3 separate regions of the Mus musculus genome follow, and all the other regions are linked to region 3. A link is a contact called in public Hi-C and HiChIP or PLAC-seq data. All regions are on one chromosome and are shown on one strand. The core of a region is the stretch at or near the end of the contact, and the rest is flanking DNA. Distances in the headings are between cores, read along the strand shown. Region 1 has its middle 14 kb from the start of Gm39933. Region 2 has its middle 23 kb from the start of Gm39933. Region 3 holds the start of Pdyn (prodynorphin).

Evidence for each region. Hi-C and Micro-C count contacts between places; a contact is called where the count stands out from the background. HiChIP or PLAC-seq counts read pairs in DNA pulled down with a chosen protein or histone mark.
Region 1: a Hi-C map of nephron progenitors shows a contact between it and region 3, with 4 times the contacts expected there. The contact joins the enhancer-like site here to the promoter of Pdyn in region 3. A contact is called at or near these places in 5 of 39 promoter capture datasets (the 3T3-L1 cell line, the C10 cell line, embryonic stem cells and 2 more), 2 of 484 Hi-C or Micro-C datasets (the HPC-7 cell line and nephron progenitors), 2 of 115 datasets of contacts at active chromatin or transcription factors (both in embryonic stem cells) and 2 of 9 other capture datasets (adipose tissue and liver).
Region 2: a contact with region 3 is called in an H3K27ac HiChIP or PLAC-seq map of SST interneurons, with 6 times the contacts expected there. The contact joins the enhancer-like site here to the promoter of Pdyn in region 3. A contact is called at or near these places in 14 of 39 promoter capture datasets (the 3T3-L1 cell line, 3T3-L1-derived adipocytes, the C10 cell line and 6 more), 1 of 15 datasets of contacts at CTCF or cohesin (stem cell-derived epiblast-like cells), 29 of 484 Hi-C or Micro-C datasets (the CH12 cell line, ECoMG myeloid progenitors, the G1E-ER4 cell line and 21 more), 18 of 115 datasets of contacts at active chromatin or transcription factors (SST interneurons, acute myeloid leukemia, craniofacial prominence and 6 more) and 5 of 9 other capture datasets (adipose tissue, embryonic stem cells, liver and 2 more).

Annotation. Positions count from the first base shown.
Region 1 is chr2:129,908,299-129,912,745 of GRCm38.p6, forward strand. No RefSeq gene overlaps it. Among named protein-coding and RNA genes, the nearest start is that of Gm39933, 14 kb to the left of the region's middle. Within about 2 kb of position 3,108, at least 13 of the 459 cell types and tissues checked have an H3K27ac peak or open chromatin away from gene starts, as enhancers often do. A contact at or near this core is called in nephron progenitors, where this site is marked.
Region 2 is chr2:129,871,866-129,876,104 of GRCm38.p6, forward strand. No RefSeq gene overlaps it. Among named protein-coding and RNA genes, the nearest start is that of Gm39933, 23 kb to the right of the region's middle. Within about 2 kb of position 2,891, at least 21 of the 459 cell types and tissues checked have an H3K27ac peak or open chromatin away from gene starts, as enhancers often do. A contact at or near this core is called in SST interneurons, hippocampal neurons and pancreatic islet, where this site is marked.
Region 3 is chr2:129,697,849-129,702,340 of GRCm38.p6, forward strand. It overlaps Pdyn (prodynorphin), which reads right to left and starts at 2,090. Exons shown (of 4, transcript NM_018863.4): 1 at 1,860-2,090; 2 at 588-647.

The sequences.
Region 1 (4,447 bases), core at 1,858-4,357, 210 kb after region 3:
CATATCCACAAATATTGAAACTGCATTTATTGTCTGTTGTGGTGGTTCACTCCTTTAATCTCATCATTGTAGAGGCAGAGGCAGGAAGATCTCTATGAGTCCAAAGCCAGCGGATTCTACATAGCACATTCCAGGCTAGCCAGGGCTACACAGTAAGATCTTGTCTCAAAACAGCAAAAAACCCTGCATCTGTCTTTTGACAAAGTAATTTTAGTTTTGAAAAATTATTCTAAAAAGAAAATTGCATATGCACACCCCCAAACACCCACAAAATGGCACAACATATAATAGTAGTACTAGGTCCACATGTAATAACAAGAGTTGGGAGACATTAAATACTCTGTAGGATATCTATAAAACTAAGTGGCCTTAACAGTCAGTATTTCCGCAGTGTCAGGGTTCGGTCCACCTATTACACTATTGCACATCCACTGACAGAGTAAAGTCATGAGTGGTCCGGGAAGCAGCAGATTGTCTTCCTTAAGCCCGGTCCAGGGTGTTGGCAGGGCCGGCATAAGGGTTTCCTGGGCTTCTCCAACTCACAAGCAAGGACAAGGTGCTGGATCACTCATCACTATGGCAACAGGAGACTTCCCGGCACTGACAAGAGATGTGAACTAGGACTGTGCAGCTTCGGGTCGATTCAATCTGGAATTGGCAGAGCCCAGGAAGAGTCGCTGCCCCATCAAGACTTTTTGTCGTTAGTAGGATTATGATAAAGCCGGGAGCCTTCCCAGGAACAGTAAACAGAATATCAAACCCGGCGCGTGCTCGACCCTGCGGGCCGCGGACCTTGCCTCTTTCGGCGCCACTCTAGCATCACCATGGCAACCCCAGGACTAAGCCAAGTTTCTCTGCCTCTTTAAGAGAACAGACTGCTACCCAAGAGCGCCTTCCCGCGCCTGTAGGGAGCTTGTATCACCATGGCAACTCAAAGGCATCTCAGCCGGCTTTACTGACCCTTCGAGGGTCCTGGTCATGGCCCCACCTCTTCCGGCTCCTCACGCATCCTTCACCATGGCAACTGAGGCTTGGGTTCACCATAGCTTGCTGAGGAGGGAGGGATGTGCGAAAGGCTGCGGGTGTGGGGAAATACTTGCGTCCAGGAGAGGGGTGAAGGAGGTGTTAGTGGCTGGCGCGTTTCCTCCCCTGGTTAGGGTGGCTCACGCAGGTGGCGATGGCTTCAGCTTCGGTGTGCGGAGGGCATAGAACATGAGTGCATCTCGCGAAGGGCAGAGAGCAGTAGCTCAAAAGCACAGCATTCTGCCCTGGGTTCTGGGCTGCAATCCTGGCTCCTTGAGATCAACATTAGATCTCTATGGTATTCCGAGTCCACTCACTCTCAGTCTGTTTTTGTTCCCCTGCTCTTGGCAACCTAGTGTGTGATTAAGGGTATGGTCTCTGGGCTCAGGCTTTATCCGAAAGAAACGACAATGATAGTAATATCTTAAGGCTACTTTGAGTATTAAGCAAGGAAATGGGACAGAGTATATACTTCCTGGGCTTAGTTTCTGGTGCATGACTCAGTAAATGTTTGTTGCTTCTAGATTCCTGTAAACAAGTCACTTAGCCCCTCTGCACTTAAAGTTAACCTTGCCTCTTTGAAAAATAAGGCCAATAGTACCTCTAACACAATTAGGACAGTATTATAAAGTCCCCAGAACAACAGTAGGCACGCAGTAAATGCTATTTAAGTTCTGCATTATTACACTTTGTGCTGGTTAGTTTATGTCGAGTTGACACAAGCTAGAGTCACTGGAAAGGGGGGAACTTCAATTAAGAAAATGCCTCCATAAGATCCCGCTGTAAGGCATTTTCTTGGTGGTTTTTGGAGGAGGCTCCAGCCCATGGTGAGTAGGTAGCTACCATCCCTGGCCAGGTGGTCCTGGATTCTATATAGATCACAGGGCCCCCAATGGAGGAGCTAGAGAAAGTACCCAAGGAGCTGAAGGGATCTGCAATCCTATAGGTGGAACAACAATATGAACTAACCAATACCCCCCCCCCCCAGTTCGTGTCTCTAGCTGCATATGAATCAGAAGATGGCCTAGTCAGCCATCAGTGGAAAGAGAGGCCCATTGGTCGTGCAAACTTTATATGCCTCAGTACAGGGGAATGCCAGGGCCAAGAAGTGGGAGTGGGTGGGGGAGCGTGGGTGGGACTTTTGGGATAGCATTGGAAATGTAAATAAAATAAATACCCAATTAAAAAAAAAAAAGAAACCAGGTCCACAGATTCCCCCAGAGCTCGTAGGGACTGGACCACCAACAAAATAGTACACATGGAAGGACCCATGGCTCTGGCCGCATATGTAGCAGAGGATGGCCTTGTTAGACATCAGTGGGAGGAATGGCCCTTGGGCTTGAGGGGGATCGATGCCCCAGTGTAGGGGAATGCAGGGCAGGAAGGCAGGAGTGGGTAGATGGGTGAAGGAACACTCTCATAGAGGCAGGGGGAGGGGGATGGGATGGGGGATTCCGGAGGGGAGACCTGGAAAAGGGATAACATTTGAAATGTAAATAAAGAAAATATCGAAAGAAAGAAAGAAAGAAAGAAAGAAAGAAAGAAAGAAAGAAAGAAAGGAAGGAAGAAAGAAAGGAAGAAAGAAAGAAAGTAAGGAAGGAGGAAGAGGAGGGAGGGAGGGAGGAAGGAAGGAAGGAAGGAAGGAAGGAAGGAAGGAAGGAAGGAAACAAACCAGGCAGACCACTCTATGAAGAGCAAGTCAGTAAACAGCACTCCTCCGCAGTCTATGCATCAGCTCCTGCCTGTTTTAATTCCTAGGTTAACTTCCTTCAGTGAGGGACTGTGGATGTGGAAACAGAAGCCAAAGAAACCCTTGCCTCCCCCAACTTGCTTTTGGTCACGGTGTCACATCTCACCAACAGAAAGCCTAACCAGGACACCCAGCAAATTGATATCACTGTTGCTTGCCTCGTAAAGCTGGAAAGAACTGCTTTTTATTCCTGCCTCCACCAGAACTTTCAGCCCCTTACCGGCATTTGCTTACATTTCTTCTCAGAATTTTTGACTTTTACACAGCTGAAAGAGGCCATATAATGCCCTTAAAAATGTCTGGGCTGTGAGTCAGGTGGACTTTGTGCAGCTGGTTCTTTGTGTGAAGTTGAATAGGTTCTACTGGTTCCGCACCCATCCTTAGGGTTCTCTGTACGAAGGGTATTAGCTGCGTTTAGCCTCTACTGTCAAGGCAGTGTATTCAGTAAAAATGATCTCTTCATCAGGAACAGCAGGAACAAGTGATGGCTGCTGAGACCGTGACAGGCGCTGGTGCCGTGCGTGCGTGCGTGCGAGCCTGAGATTGGAGAGGAAGTTTCCTGACGTGCACTTTAATCTCTAGTCAATAAAACGCCAGTGTGCTTGAGGGTACAGCGAAACCGTTTCCACCACAAATAAAAAACAAGGAACTCCAGCTTTATCCTTTAAAGCCTTCTTCTAGCCCAGCTGGCAGCTAATCTAAAACTCACTGTTGCCGAAATCTGACCTGGGTGGGATTACCCAGCCGTGAACTTCCTGGATTTCCCCCTTTCCTTAACTGGATCAAGAACATCTGGATTTGTGCTTCAGGAGGCCTTCCCTCACTTGAGAGCGAAATCTCTATTTATCCTAAGATTAATCTACTAGGTTAAAGGATTACTAATAGTTTCCCGGAGGTGTGTGACATTGTGGCATGCGACTTGTGGTGTGACCTGAGAAAAATATCTGAGTTAGATTTTCTTCATCTCTAAAACAAACAAAAAACCCCACAAGCCTGTTGTAATGATGAAGTGAGATACTGCTGTTGAAGGATTCATAATTACCTGTTACATAACAGGTACCCACAAAATAACAACCCCCTTTTTAACTATGGATGTAGAAAAATAAACCCTTGCCTTAAAAAGCAAAACAAAACAGCAATGTACTGTCACCATGACTATTGCATTAATAGCTCACAAAAGACAGTAGTCTTTTTCGTGGTCTTTTTAATGTCTGCCATATCATATCGGCTTAGGAAATGTTAAAGGAAAGAGAAAACCCAGCCAAGAAGTCCTCATAATAGTGAATTTCACATGGCAGCTAACAGTTACTGAACATTGTCTCAGAAACTGTGTTAAGATCAGTTACCTCCTTTCCTTCTCAAGTTCAATGACCTTGTCTAGCCCTCTTCCTCTTCCTCCCCGTCCTCTGGCTTTCTGAACTCGGGATTACACCTGCCCTGTGCCTCACACATGCTAACAAGTGCTCTACTAGTAAGCTACACTTCAGGGCTGGTTTACTTTGTGTTTTGAGACCGTGTTTTACTAAGTTGTTCTGGCAGCCCTTGAACTTGCAATTCTGTTTGAGCCTACTGGGTAGCTAGAACTGCAGTTCTATACTACCAGACGCGGCTTGTGTCTGGCTTTCTGATTTGATGCTTCAGGAATCGTCGTTGAGTCACATAATCTTAAAGAGT
Region 2 (4,239 bases), core at 1,641-4,140, 170 kb after region 3:
CCCATCTATGGTCCCTTTTTACTTTCCTGGTGTTTGTGCTTCCTCAAGACTGTGTACTCACGTCCAAAGATTTGGAGGTAGGATCCACGAATAAGAGAGAATGCGTGGCATTTGTCTTTCTGGGTCTGCGTTACTGCCCTCAATATGATCTGTTCTCGTTCCATCCATTGGCCAGTAAATGTCATGATTTCATTTCTCTGTGCCGACTAATGCGCCGTGCTGTCCACGGACTGCCTTCTCGTTATTCACTCTTCCTCTGAAGGGCATGAAGATTGTTTTCATTTCCTGGCTATTGTGAATGGAGCAGCAGTGGCTGAGCCAGTGTCTGTGGACTGGGATGTCAGGTCCTCTGTGGACTGGGATGTCAGGTCCTCTGGGCTTATTGCCGAGAAGTGTCATAGCTGGGATGTATGGTAGACTTTATTTTTAGCCTTTTGAGCCTTCTCCACACTGATTCCCAGCATGGCTGCACCTGTTGGCCGTCTCGCCATCAGTGAATGGGGCTTCCCTCCTCTCAGCACCTTTGCCTGCATTTGTTCTTTGCCACTTTTTTTTTTAATCTAGCCATTCTAGGGCAAGATGAAATCTCAAAGTGGTTTTAGTTTGCATTCCTCTAATTGCTAAGAATGATGAACATTTTTTGGAGATATTTCTTAGACGTTTTTATTTTGTTTTTTGAGAACTCTGTTCCAATGCATAGCCCACCCCCACTCCCCCACCCTCCCAATTGGGCCATTTGTTTCCTTGCCTCTGCTTTTGAGTTCTTATATGTTCTGATCATTAATGCATAGATGTGGTGTGCCGGATGTATACCTGGCAGAGATTCTCTTCCACTCTGTGGTCTTCCCCTTCTCTCAGTCGATTGTTTCCTTGGCCACACAGAAGCTTTTGAGTTTTAAGCGTCCCCATTTGTTAGTCATTGGCCTTAATTTCTGGGCAAATAGAGTCGTGCTCAGCAAGCCCCTTCCCACACATATGTCCTGTAGGTTCTGTCTGTAATCTTCCAGGGTTCAGGCTTCACAGTGAGGCCTTTTGTTCATTTGGCCTGAATTTGTCTACTGAGTCATAGGTGTGTTTCTAAATTCAGTCTTTTATGTATGGAGATGCGGTTGTCCCAGGTCCACTGTTTGAAGATGTTCCCCACCCCCACCCCCACCCCCACTGTGTGCTTTTTGCCATCTTTGTCAAATACCAGATGGCTGTAGTTACATGTACTCGGGTTGGGTCTTCTGTTTTGTCCCGCTGATCTCCAAGTCTTTTTCTGCCAGTACCGTGCTGCTTTGATGACTGTAGCTCTGTAATAAATCTAGAATGCCAACCTCCCCAGCATTGGTCCCCCTCCCCGAAAAGCTGAAGACTGCTTTGGCAATGTGGGGTCTTTTGTGGTTCCATATGAATTTTTTTTCTTTCTGTTTTTGCAAAGAATGACATAGGGATTTGGTTGCATTTAATCTGCAAATGGCTTTTGGTACTATGGTCATTTTCATAATAGGAATTCTACCAATCCATGAGTACAGGAGGTCTTTGCATCTTAACATGTCGTCCTCAATCTGTTCTTTCAGAAATGTAAAGTTTTCCATTGTAGAGATCTCTCACCTTCTTGGTTAGGTTTATTCCAGGTATGGGATGATTTGTGTTGGGGGTGGGAGGCATTTAACTTTCCTGGGCTGTGTGCCACAGGTTGGATACACACGTTCTACACAAAGCAATGTTTCTTTCATGTACACTCAATCATAGGCTCAGATTTTCTCCCGCACATTTGCAAGCACCCAGGCACACACACTCTATCCATGGCTTGCCTATTTACATCCGCCTTAGACTGCCTGGCACTCAGAACCAGGGATGCTGCCGCCCTCTCCTGGAAAGATTTGGGAAGTGCACCCGGGGTCTTGCCAGGAAGTGCTTGGTTGCAAACCTCATTCTAATCTTAATTCACCTTTACAGGTGTGGATGATTTCTGCTCACTGTGTCCCCCAAGGCCCCTTCAAGGGGTCTCTACCATTTCCAAGATTCCTTTCCTGACTGTGACATTTGGTTCTGGCCCTGGACATCAGGGGGGGGGGGGAGTTCTAGCCAGATTTGGAAAAGGAAGGAGGGAAGAATTGGTAAATTGACTTAGGCAAGTAAGATAATTTGGCTCTTTACCTCTCCAAGACTGAGTTTCAGAATTATCAGCGAGGTTTGGCAGAATTTCTGTGCAAGTGTTATTCTTATAGTCACAGGTTCTGAATAAGATGTGAAAGGCACTGGCTGTCAGAACGACCTCGAATTTTTTCCCCTCCAGTTCACACGGAGCCACTGAGAATGTCTGGGCAAGACAGGAACAGAAGAGCCTTGTTTTGGAAAGATTAACTGGACCGTGCACATTGTTCATTCGTTTGTGTAACAAGCAGTGCTTTTTAAAAATATCTTGGCCAGGCTGTGGAATGCAGTAGTGACCGGATGGAGGTGCTATTAGCTTCCATGTAACTCCGAGCCTAGGAGCAATGGCGGGGGTGGGGTGTGTGTGGGAGACCCAGATAGGGCATCACTTCAGTCCTAGGTGAGCCCTTGGTGATATGAGGTTCACAAAAGAGCCCCAGCTCTTGCCCGGATAAGCCCTGTGGGGGAGCAGAAGTGAATCAGCTCAGCTGTGGTTTAAGTATAGATCTCAGAGCAGGACAGTGCCTGGTGCTCCCTGACTTCCCGCTCCATAAAATGAGAAAACAGCCTGGCCCATTTAGGAGCTGCATCTGTTGATTTTCCTTTTCCAGACCCAATCAAATAACATGCAAATAGATGCAAGAGGTCCTAAGTCAGGGTACAGCAAACGAGCACAGCATGGCCTGCCTGCTGCAATTACAGTCAACAGCATCTAGGATGTGACCAACATGAGTGATGATTTGCTGTCGGTTGCATAATCACCGAGGGACCAGATGAGGAGACTCAGAAACCTCAACAAGCTGTCTGGGGAGGTGCACTCCCGAGCAGGTGTCTGCTGCACAGGCTCGCTGCATTCAGGAAGCAACACAAAGATGAGGCCGGACTTCTTCCTCAGGCAGGGATGGAGTATCCAGTCATTCTCTGAAGATGTGTATAATAGGTTTGATGTTTCGGGGCTTGGTCCTCCCCGAGGCCACTGGGTAGCTGTGCAAGTTCCAACTAGCCACTTCTCAGTTGTTTTGTCCCCCACCCCCGGCCTCCACAGAGTCCAGAGACAAGGAAGGACAGAAGCCATGAAAGTGTCCTGGGTTGGACTCCTCAGAAGTTGACCTTGAGACAAGGATTCCTGTGAAAGTGACTCAGACGGAATCATTCTCTGGGACAGTGACTTAAGCTGAACCATCCCCGAGAAGTGGAGGGTAGGTGGTTAGAAGTGAAGGAGGGGACCAAGCATGGTGTGCCACTTCCAAATCCTACTTTGGATCTGCTCTGCCAAGGGTCATGCCTTAAAGCCATCACATTTATAGGGCTAGGGCATGGGGGAATAAGACCCCTGTTCACCTCAGTGACTGATGGCAATAAACTGTCTCCCAGGTATGCTTCCCACACACGGGCAAAGCTGGGGCCATCAGGAGATGCATTCTGATTGACTGCATTGAGAGCATTTTGGCAGCTGCTGTGTGCTCTGCACACCATGGCACACAAAGGGTTGTCACTCCCAGAGGGCAAGTGCTTTCCAAGCTGTGAAAAGCTGCACTTGTGTTGGGAGACTCACCTCGCTTCATGAGTCTGTTTCTTCCTGGGAAAGAGATTGCATCAACACACTGGGGTTGGCATGAAGACAGAGCTACTGAGAGCTGCATGTCTTCTGTGGTTCCTGTCTGTTGTACAAGTCTGAATCTGTGCCTACCTGAATGTCCCTGGGTCCCCGTGTCTGTGTGTGTTCATGTGTGTGTGTGTCTGTACTGGCTAGTTTTGTGTCAACTTGACACAGCTGGAGTTATCACAGCGAAAGGAGCTTCAGTCGAGGAAATGCCTCCATGAGATCCAACTGTAAGGCATTTTCTCAATTAGTGATCAAGGGTGAAAGACCCCTTGTGGGTGGGACCATCTCTGGGCTGGTAGTCTTGGGTTCTATAAGAGAGCAGGCTGAGCAAGCCAGTAAGGAACATCCCTCCATGGCCTCTGCATCAGCTCCTGCTTCCTGACCTGCTTGAGTTCCTGTCCTGACTTTCTTGGTGATGAACAGCAGTATGGAAGTGTAAGCCGAATAAACCCATTCCTCCCCAACTTGCTTCTTGGTCATGATGTTTGTGC
Region 3 (4,492 bases), core at 840-3,339:
AGAGAGGGGAGGGCTTCATTTTGAAGCCAACCATTTTGAGTCATCAGAGAGGTAGCCATAATAGCATTTACTGAGTGCCTACCAAATGCCAGGCGCATACAGCCTCCCATAGGAGTCTTGTAGTGACATAGGGAAAGGACATTATTATTATCTTCATTATATTGGTGAGGAGATTACGGCTGAAAAAGGAAAAGCAGTCGTTACAAAGTTACACGCAGCAAATAATGGAAGACCATTGGGTTTGAACTCAGCACAGGCTCAGGAGGGGTCACACACACTTAGGCAATACATGGAAAATTCTTGAGGTAAAGCTCCGGAAGTCCTGAGAGTTATCACACCCTTCCACGTGTCTTCTCAAACAGCCCTGACCCAACCGCTTGAGTAGCCTACGGTGTCAAAACAGTGGATCCTACCACACAGCATCCGTGGACCCATTGTGACACCGCACTCCCATCTGCCAGCTACTCCTGGAGACAAGAGGAGTCACCTGCCACCCATCACACTTAGCACAATGAGGACAAAGCAGTGGGCTCAGGATTATGCCAATACACACGCACACACATGCACACACAACACACATAACTCACCCTGCTGGGGCTGCTTCAAGAGCTCCCCCACGCAGATCTCAAAGCCTGGGGATGAATGACCTGTAAAAACAGAACAAAAGATAAAGTGGGGTGGTATGGGAGCACTGGTGAGGTGAGCAGAGGAGGAGGGTGAGCAGAGCGTAGGCATGAAACCCCCATGACTAGGAACAGAAAAGGACTGACATTCTGAGAGGTTTTGCAACAGATCTTGACAGCAACGCCTGTCAGGTTAGAAAGATATCAGTGTGTATTTCACCAACCCTTGGCAGAAGGGTGATAATGAAGGTTTGCTCTCTGTGGGAGGGTACTCGAAACCAGATCCAATAACCTAAAGAGCTCGGAGGCTTTATTAAGGGATACTTGTAAATCTTGAGAGGTTCTCAGAAAACACACACACACACAGGGAAAAGTGACAAGACACAGAATTTACTGTTCAATCATGGAGGTGACTACAGTCGCCGTCTCTGAAGCTCGCCAGCTTTTTGCTGATGTCAAACTTTGGGGTTCTACAGCACTTTCTTTAAACATGAGCATTGCTATCAGAGAGCGGGTGACTTTCCTCAAAAGAGCCTCCACCAGCCTAACTTAGCTGCCTCCAGCGGTAGCGTGACTGTGATTTACAGGAAAGCAACAAGTCCTTTCACAGTGAAATTGACATGGGAAGTCCCCCTCAGACTGGGTATCCAGCCGAGCTCTTGCTTTCCTTTCTAGTTCCCTTTCAACCAAACAACCCCAGACTTCATTCTGAGTGAAATCAAAGGAAGCCACTCAAATCAGCACCTTGTCAGAGATTAAACGTGATTCAAAAAGAGTGAAAAAGGACGGCACTTATTTATGCATTGATGGTGCAGATCGGTACTTGGCAAATGCCGAGTCCTGAACCTCATTAACGTTCCCAACCTGTGTAAGCTAAGTCCAGTGAGAACGTTGACCTTTAAGATCATGCTAATTAGTGAAACCTCTCAGTTTTCCACTCAGGCTACCACCTTCTCCTCAGATCCTGAAAACTAGTGTGGGGACTGCTGTGTGGCAGAGGCGAAGCCCCGCTAGCACCTGTGGGCGCCAGGACTGTTCAGGGCATGGTTTCCAGAGGACAGGCAGCTCTTTGGACTCTCTGAGCTTCTGTAAGCTCACCTTGAAACTATGATTTCCCTGTGCTGAGTAACCAGACCCAAACCTAACTTCCCCCGTCCAAGCTCCCACCGGCGCCCCTGCATAGCACCAGGAGCACATGCATAAAGCCAGAGAGCCTGAGCGCCCTGCGGATCTTACCTGCTTACTGCTTTGTCCCTGGCAGGCTTCTGGCTGATCAGGTGGTAGGGTGGCCGATCCAAGATTCAGAAGGTACCCTGACTCTAGCTCAGAGAAGTGCCACAGAGGAAGCGACGAGGGCTACCAAATCCCCCTATGGCAGTTCTGGAGCCTTATTCCCCTTTTATAGATGAGAGTCTCCCCCTGTCGCTCAGCCCTCTCAGCGCTCGCTCACAGAGCACAGGCTGCCAGGAGCCAATGGGGGAGTGGCAGAGCAGTCAACGCTCAGACCCCCGGGTCCTTCCACTCAACTCCCTGGGCCCGAGTGAGACACAATAGCTGCTCCTGGTGATGTGGGTGTGGAGGAGGATGCTTTCGCGAAGCCCGGGGGTGGATTCTGGTGTAGCGCTGTTTGTCACTTTCAATGCGGCCACTTTTCAGCATCTCCAGGAGAGTGTCACAGGAAAACAGAGACAAAGGTGGGGGAAAGGCAGAGATAGGAGGAGACAGAGAGAGGCGCAGAGAGTCCAATAGAAAGGCAAAAAAAAGTTGAGAATCAGAGAATGGAAACAGAGAGAGGCATGTCTGAAGCACAAGGAAGCCTAGGCAAAGTAAGAGGAAAAGAGAAAGAGCCACAGCCACAGAGGCTATCAAAGATCAGGAGAAAAAGAGGAACAGGGGGTCGGAGGAGGAGGAATGCAAGAAACAAAGGCTGTCTCAAAATATAGGGAACCAAAGGATATGCTGAAGTGTTCAAAGCAGAGGTCTTGGTTATAGAAGAGGAACATTCAGCTCCATGTTGGCAGGGACACACACACACACACACACACACACACACACACACACACACACTAGCATGCATATGAGTGTACATTTGCCTGAGAGTGCCAGGTGACTTGGGCACCTGTCTGAGTTGATGCCAGACACTGCCTTTCCTCAACCAGAGGCTGCCGTTCAATATTCAGTTTTCTCTGGCAGCCCCTGGTTCTCACAAACAAGGATGGCTGCAAACACCTCCCAGAATACCCATGTCTCTGAGTTTGGAAGGAAACATGCTTGTCTCTGTAGTCAGCTGCAGAGATGTTCACCTTGTGGGGGGGGGGGGATAGCAGAGGCTGGCTGGGCAGTCCGTGTCATGAACACCTGGGTTGCACCAGGCAGTGAGCAAAGACATCAACTTTAATCCTCACATTCTGGCCAGGCGCAGAGGCAGAGGCTGGAGAGCTTAGAAACTGGACACAGAACACAGCAAGTCATCACCCAGACCTAGATGGATCTGGTCCTTCCCATCATCTACTGGACAAACGCCCACTCTGAGGACTTGGTTCTACAGTGTCTGTGACTTGATCTGTTTACCTGAACAAGGTCGATGACAGCTACAGCTAGTAGTAACATTGGATGTGTCAGCTTGGTCTCTGCCTCTGCCACCCATCTGTGCAGAGCCCTAAGTCAAGTGAGTGGGTTCAGCCTCAATCTGCTTATCTGTAGAATGGGGGAAAGAACCCCACTGGGATCTTGGCATAGTGAAAGGAGGAAATGCCAAAAGCAATTGCCATAGCTGGCATGTGGCCAGGACTTCCCTACAGCTGTCCTCCAGGTAATGGTGATTACGTCATCAGGCTCTGATGTACCAGCCACACTTTGTACTTCTCTGGGGCATCATCCTCTTCCTGCCGCTGGATCATTGCGTGCTCTCATACAACTAGGGTGACAGACAGGGCTATTTGGTGAGTACCTGGTTCATCACAGACGTTGTCACTTGTTTCACCATATCCTCCCCTTAGACAAGCAATGCTGTGGAGAGTTTGTCAGCCTGCAGCTTTGCATGATTAAGCTGTGGAGTGTGGTGTAGTACCAGCCAAGCAGGGAGAGTGGAACTTTCCATGTCCCTCTGGCCTTGACTCCAGGCCCCCGGCCCTCTCTCATCTCTACCCTAAGCTTTCCTTCTGCAGGATTCCCAGCCCAAGGTGAATGCTTGCTGGTGTTGTACGGCATTTGGTGGCTGTGTCTCAGGCTGTCTGCCTACTTGCTGAGTCGGAGCTCCTGAGCATCTCCCTAGTCACTGTTACCCAGGGCTCTCACAACCTGAGAGTGAACTGTGTCTTCATCCTCAAGGTCCCAGGCTCATGCCATTCACTCCCATTTTCCTTAATTCCCTTGTCTTTTAAGTTCTACCTCCATAAGCTCTTGCCAATAACCTTGGAATAGATGGATTCTGTAAGAGACAAGGTGGAGTCACTCCTGTAGCTGCTGGAAGTCAGCAGGCAATAGGGAGAGAAGTAAAAATACGACATCATGAGAAGAGTGCAGTGAGGCAGAGATGCTTGGTGTTGAGTAGCCTTCACCTGAGTCTAATGGAGCCTCAAAAGCAAATACTTCAGGCATTTATTTTTCCTCTCTATTTGCAATGTCCTCTAAACACACATGTGTGCTTGTGCAGCACACACACACACATGCACTCACAGAAATGTTGTATACACAAAAATAATTGCTGCCCACACATGCAGGAAAAGGCTAGAAAAAGACTCTTCATATCCCTGGAAAACCCTAACACAAAGTTTCTCCCTCCCTTAGGCTAAGACACCTCTCCTACTTGGGGTCCTAATGCAGGTCTCTGAGCACCATCAAATGACAATAGGAAGCGGGGCTCACTG